2 separate regions of the Drosophila melanogaster genome follow, and region 1 is linked to region 2. Evidence: chromatin contacts called from public Hi-C data. All regions are on one chromosome and are shown on one strand. Each heading gives the region's core, a stretch centred on a gene start, on an enhancer-like site or on the middle of the called end of the contact. The rest is flanking DNA. Distances are from core to core; before and after follow the strand shown. Region 1 holds the start of CG43739. Region 2 holds the start of CG9328.

Evidence for each region. Hi-C and Micro-C count contacts between places; a contact is called where the count stands out from the background.
Region 1: a Hi-C map of the Kc167 cell line shows a contact between it and region 2, with 2.0 times the contacts expected there. The contact joins the promoter of CG43739 here to the promoter of CG9328 in region 2. A contact is called at or near these places in 8 of 107 Hi-C or Micro-C datasets (the Kc167 cell line, the S2 cell line, embryonic neurons and 3 more) and 1 of 6 datasets of contacts at active chromatin or transcription factors (the Kc167 cell line).

The regions. Positions count from the first base shown.
Region 1 is chr2L:20,917,596-20,920,295 of dm6, forward strand. CG43739 reads right to left here and starts at 1,336. Exons shown (of 11, transcript NM_001273719.1): 1 at 1,204-1,336. It overlaps sky (skywalker), which reads right to left and starts at 1,336. Exons shown (of 11, transcript NM_206017.3): 1 at 1,044-1,336. Mtp (Microsomal triacylglycerol transfer protein) reads right to left here. Exons shown (of 6, transcript NM_136231.4): 3 at 2,691-2,700; 4 at 2,091-2,631; 5 at 1,856-2,023; 6 at 1,499-1,797. The coding sequence ends at 1,644.
Region 2 is chr2L:20,796,359-20,799,058 of dm6, forward strand. It overlaps CG9328, which reads left to right and starts at 1,357. Exons shown (of 3, transcript NM_165344.3): 1 at 1,357-2,156. It overlaps vari (varicose), which reads right to left and starts at 684. Exons shown (of 10, transcript NM_206011.3): 1 at 295-684. The coding sequence starts at 400.

The DNA of each region.
Region 1 (2,700 bases), core at 86-2,585, 120 kb after region 2:
TTTAGTTATTATTGTTTATTGTTTAGGAACAATTTACAAAATCTCATTATTAAAAAACTAAAGAATAATAAAATCATGATTTTATCAAGCTAATTCCAACTTTACTAAAACATAACATAACAACAATTTAGTGTATTTATATCAGTGAATTCGGATTTTTCACACAAAAAATCCTGTTTTAAGCACTGAAATAATGGCAGAAAGGATTAAGAACTTTCCCACTGTGCGGTTGGATGTCGGACGAGTGAGACTTAAAGAAGTTTGAGAGAGCATCACCCAAACCATACAAGTAAAAAACTAATGTTAGCAAATGAATTTATACATATTTTTGCAAATAAACCAACTTTTGAAATACACAAAATTATTATGAATGGAAATTTCTTTAAAGCCAAACAAAATTTTCACAATGCCGATAAGCAGGGTGCGTGATACCGTTATAAAAAGTGGGAGAATAGGGAGAGAGCAGCAAGTGCGCAAGTGTGTGTGGTAAAAAGGTACCCCTATCACAATGCAGTTCACAAAAATAGTCACCATCTGTGCCCCTGGTTTTGGATATTCTAGATCTTTCTTCAATATACATATTTCAGATTTCAGATCTCGTTTTTTATTTATTTATGATTCTTAATGCTTTCGTACGGAGTAGTAATTTGCGTTAAAATGTTGTGCCAATAAGATGCCAAGGCAAACGCCTCTTACAGATTGTTTTCTTAAAAAGTGATAACAATTCAGCAGAATAAATTACAAAAATTGCAGAACATTTCACACGTGGTTTTTTTGGTATTGCAACTTCACGCAACAGAAATTCCCGAACACGCACACATGAGCACAAACAGAACACGTCAACAACAACAATTCTTCTTCTTTCCCATCTCTTTCTCGCTCCAATTGTGTTTGTATGAGTTTAAAAGGCAAGGGAATTGTTAATTTTAGTACATTGCTTAGCACTTGATTTAAACGCGCAAATTGGTGACACAAATATCGATTTATTAAGTTTGAACTATTTAATTTGTCGCGCCTTTCAGCTTGCAAATAGAAGTATTTACTTTAGACAATCGGATGACGCTTTTGATTTCGCATTTGTTTGCGACTGTGTGTGTGCGACGAGCCTTCTAATTCCGACAAAAAGAAGAAGAGCACCATTCGGTGGCCTAATTTGTTTCACTTCTCCGGAATCAAGCTTTTCCGATGCCTGCTTCTATTAACCTTTATTTAATATGACTCGTGCGTTCGACGATATTTTTGCAGTAGTTATTTTCTTTTCGTGCTTGTGGAGTGCACCTCTTTTATGCCGCGTTTGAAGAAGAAGCACAACGTAGTAGTGTTTGAATGTACTGCGGAATTTAGGGATGGGAATGCGTAGCTCTTGCAATCGATAGCTCGATAAGTCCCCTTTCGCGTTTCGCAGCACTTGGGCGGGATTTTTAAATCTAAGGTGTGACTATTGTGAATCGAGAAAAAATGCACATTTCCACTTTTCCAGTAATTTTCGAGTTGCTCAAAAGATATTAAAAACTTGTTGCATTTGAAAATTAAATGGTCTTTGTTCGTTTAAGTTTACAACTATATCGAGTCTTAATCTCTGAGTTTTCACATAGAAATATAGTTTTTATGCAAGGAATCTCCAATAATCTCTTGAGTAGAATCTACAAGTCCCTAAAAATGAGGTTGCACATTTCGTTGTTTTTTTGGTTGAGGGCAAAAGTGCAGCCGGCAGTTTTGTGGGAGAGTGTAGAGCGCACATGTTTGGCATAAGGACGATCAACAGACTGCAGGAAAACCGAACGAACGTTGGTTTGTCTGTGAAGGAGGCTTTCAATTAGCATGTGAGTCATTAAAATAGTTCTAGCAAACTTACTTGAGAAGCTGTTCAGGTCGCTGGAGTTGCATGCACAATTTAATGCCGCTGTAGAAGTCCAAGTCCGCATTCAGACTCAACTTTGGTTCGTGGGTGATGCTGAAATCCTGCACTAATTTCGCATACGTAAAGCCAACGGCCAAATGACCAAGAACAGCGCTGCCAGTGCTATAAGCCAAAAGTTAATCGTGAGTTAAATAACATTCCAATCAAATGCTTTGGCTTTTTCACTTACTTCTGCTGGATTTCCGTCTGGGCATTTCGATTCCACAGGCTGAATCCCACCTTGCCATTGAGATCCACACTCCTGGCGCCCAGAACTCGCCAGTGGAGCGTCGCCCCGGAGGTCAGGATTATGTAGTGCTCGTTATCCTGGGACAAAGTGGTTGCCTGGTAAGCGGGCGTTGAGTCCGAGGCACTTCCTCCCCACACGTGACCCATTAGCTCGGTCTGACCGCTGAAGAATACTAGGGGTCGCAATTGAGCACCCTGCACACTGATCTCCATGCCCGCGGTGACCGCTTCGTCTTCGCTGAACTCATCATCCGCCGGGATTGCATCATTTCCATCGCCGGAGTCACCATCGCCTACCAGCGAGCCCAAGCCGGCAGTGTAGATGCCCAATTTAAAGCTGCTGGCTTGGGAACGGCCTGCGTGGAGCAGAAATTCCACGGAGCCACGTTTCAGGATTCCCTGATACACTTCCTGGGTACTTAGCAGGGTTTCGTTGAAGGCTGGAGCCTGGGAAAGCTGACGGGTGAGGACTGTCGTAAGACCTGTAAGTATTAAAGTTCATAATTGTTTGAACAGTGTCATTAGGAAATTAGGTACTCACCCTTTTGTCC
Region 2 (2,700 bases), core at 107-2,606:
CGCATATCTTCAAACAGGTTTCAGATTATTCTTAGCTATGAGTACAAATCATTATATTTACTTCAAGCAGGCTTACTGAAATGCAACATAACTCTTGTCTCGTTTCACTTTTTGAATATGAATTGAAATATTTAGTTTGTAAATCTTTTAACTATTTAAACAACTGAAATCTTCAAAATTAAAACTTTATTAACAGAGCCTTAAAGGAAAAAGAAACAACAATAAAATGATAGTTTGGAATTTCGTATGAACTTCGCTTAAAATTCTCCTTTTGAGGACACCCCTGGCACGTACCGTTATCGGAGGTATCGTCCTCGCCATTCACTTTGTTGTTTCTGGCCAATAGCTCCACTTTATCCTGGCGAGCTTGGCGCCGCGACCGCGCGCTCCACCGAACCATTTTGAAGGAACTGGGAGGTGGCCAAAATAACAGACCGAATGAAGTAACCCCGGAGGACAGTCTCGTATTTCGGCCAAAAAAGGGTTATAACCCTTGTGTTTTTTTTCTTAGCCAGCCATATGCTTAGCTACTTGAACAGAACATGTCTTCCAGTGATAATCACTTGTTGTTATTGTTATAAACACAACGCCACGCAAACAACAAAAACAATAGCGCGGCTAAGAATTTCACTCCTCCAACAGCGCAAAAACAACCGACTTGTTTGTGAGAAAGAGGCTAACTAAACTGAAAACCGCTTTTGTTGCAGGTGATGCCAAAATCAAAGCTCCTTAAAACGAGAAAGCTTTTGCAGACAAAAAGTCAAATAACGTGTGCCTATCGGTTTTTAAATATTGTGCTTATCGGCGCCACTTCTTTGTTGGGTCGGTACGGTAAATGTACTTTATGTACGGAGTTCGAAAGCCTGTCATAAAAATGCATTCCACTGTTCTCAGGCCATTTAAATTTAATATTGTTTATTATCTTTAATTTTGCTTGTGATTGCTTTTTCTATAGCTATAACATAGCTAAAAATGGATGGCTTGGGAATCGCTGATGGTTTGTGCCATTGATAAACCGTGCGTTAATATTATAAAAAATTTACTTCGATTTGTACATAAATATGTACTCTAAACTGGACGACCAATAAATGTTCGTTCATATGCCAATTAGAAATCAATTTAATTAAATAGTCTTTAAATTGCTTATGGAACTTTATTTATGCCTTAACAAAACTCTGGGATGCAACAAACTTCGTTACTTCAATAAATATGCAATATTTTATTTCTATTAATCGAAAGGGTAATAGACGTCGACTTGCCATAGATGAAAAAACATCGTTTCTCGCTTGCGGTATTTTTCGAAGTTTCAGCATGCTTCGGTATTTTTCGGCTGAAACGATGCGACAGCTCTTGTTTTCATTCCGTTTTGAGCAGCGTGCGCGTACGGTGCTTTCCTCGCATGAAGAGTAAAAACAAATTAAATACCACTGTGGAATAACATCTCAGCGAACGAGTATACGTCGGAAACCGATTTGTCGCGCTAAGTAACACGAGATGCTTTTGGGATTCAAAAAAACCCATATTTATGTGATGATATATTAATGTAAACCCACTGTTTCGTTTACATTTTCGTTTTTGAATGACTGGCTGCGGAAATAACTATAGATTCGCGAAAGTACACTAAATCAGGCAGTAAAATCGGATTGGCAATCTTGGGAAAAAATCGAAGGAAAAGAGACGCCAGCAGCTTCCTCGGATTGTTTTGTTGTTTTCAGTTCGTTAGTGTGTGGCCGTTTTTCCGCCTGTGTTTGTGCAACAAAGTCAAAGTCGTCGAAGCTGCTGCAAAAATACGTGAAATGCAAATTGTGAAAAAGTTGCAAAAGCAACAACAGCAACTAGCAACAACCAACAACAACGCAACGACAACTATAACCGCAATCACACGGCCAACGCAACAATAACAACGGCCACAACAAAACGGCTTCGCGTGTTTTGAAAAATTGCATTGCAAATTAGTAATTAGCAACAACTAAAACAATAGCAATAAAAAAAAGGAAAATTGCGCGCCAAAATCGAAAGAAACAAAAGGATTACACATAAACAAACCGAAGAAGCAGAAGCAGCTGAGCGAAAGAGAGAGATAGCGAAAAATCAAAACAGAACAGGCAGAAATTCCTGTTTATCCACCTTCACCTCCGGCGACACCCCCCGTCGTGGTGAGTTACTTGTCTTTCGGTATTTGTGCCTTGTATCTTTCTTTTTGGTTCTTGTTTTATCCTCCGTCCGATTTGCTGTATGTCCTGCTGTAAAAAAAATTCGCCAAAAGTGCAAAAGTCAAGGCCCCCGTTTGATTCGCGCCCCTTTGACCATTGTGCGCAAGAAACCCGCAAATGTGCAAAAAATTTAGCTCAGCCATCGAGAGTCCTTGATTTTAGAGGCACAGTGGTTAAATGAGTGCCAAATGGTCGGCATGGTAACAGAAGTTTATTACATTTTTCTATTCTTAAACTGTTTCTTTATATAAACCTCATAAATAAACGCAGTTTTTAAATATATAAATGCCCAGATACGTTTTGAATTGTTTTATATTGAATGCCCTTTGATATAAAATAACACTCAACCTATTGGCAGACTCAGCTGGGAATTGAGCAATTTAAATATATATTTATACATGGAGAAATATGGATTTGAAATTTGCACCTTAACAATATAACAAAGGGTAACACAATGCTGATTAATGCACTGTGACGAAATCGGGGG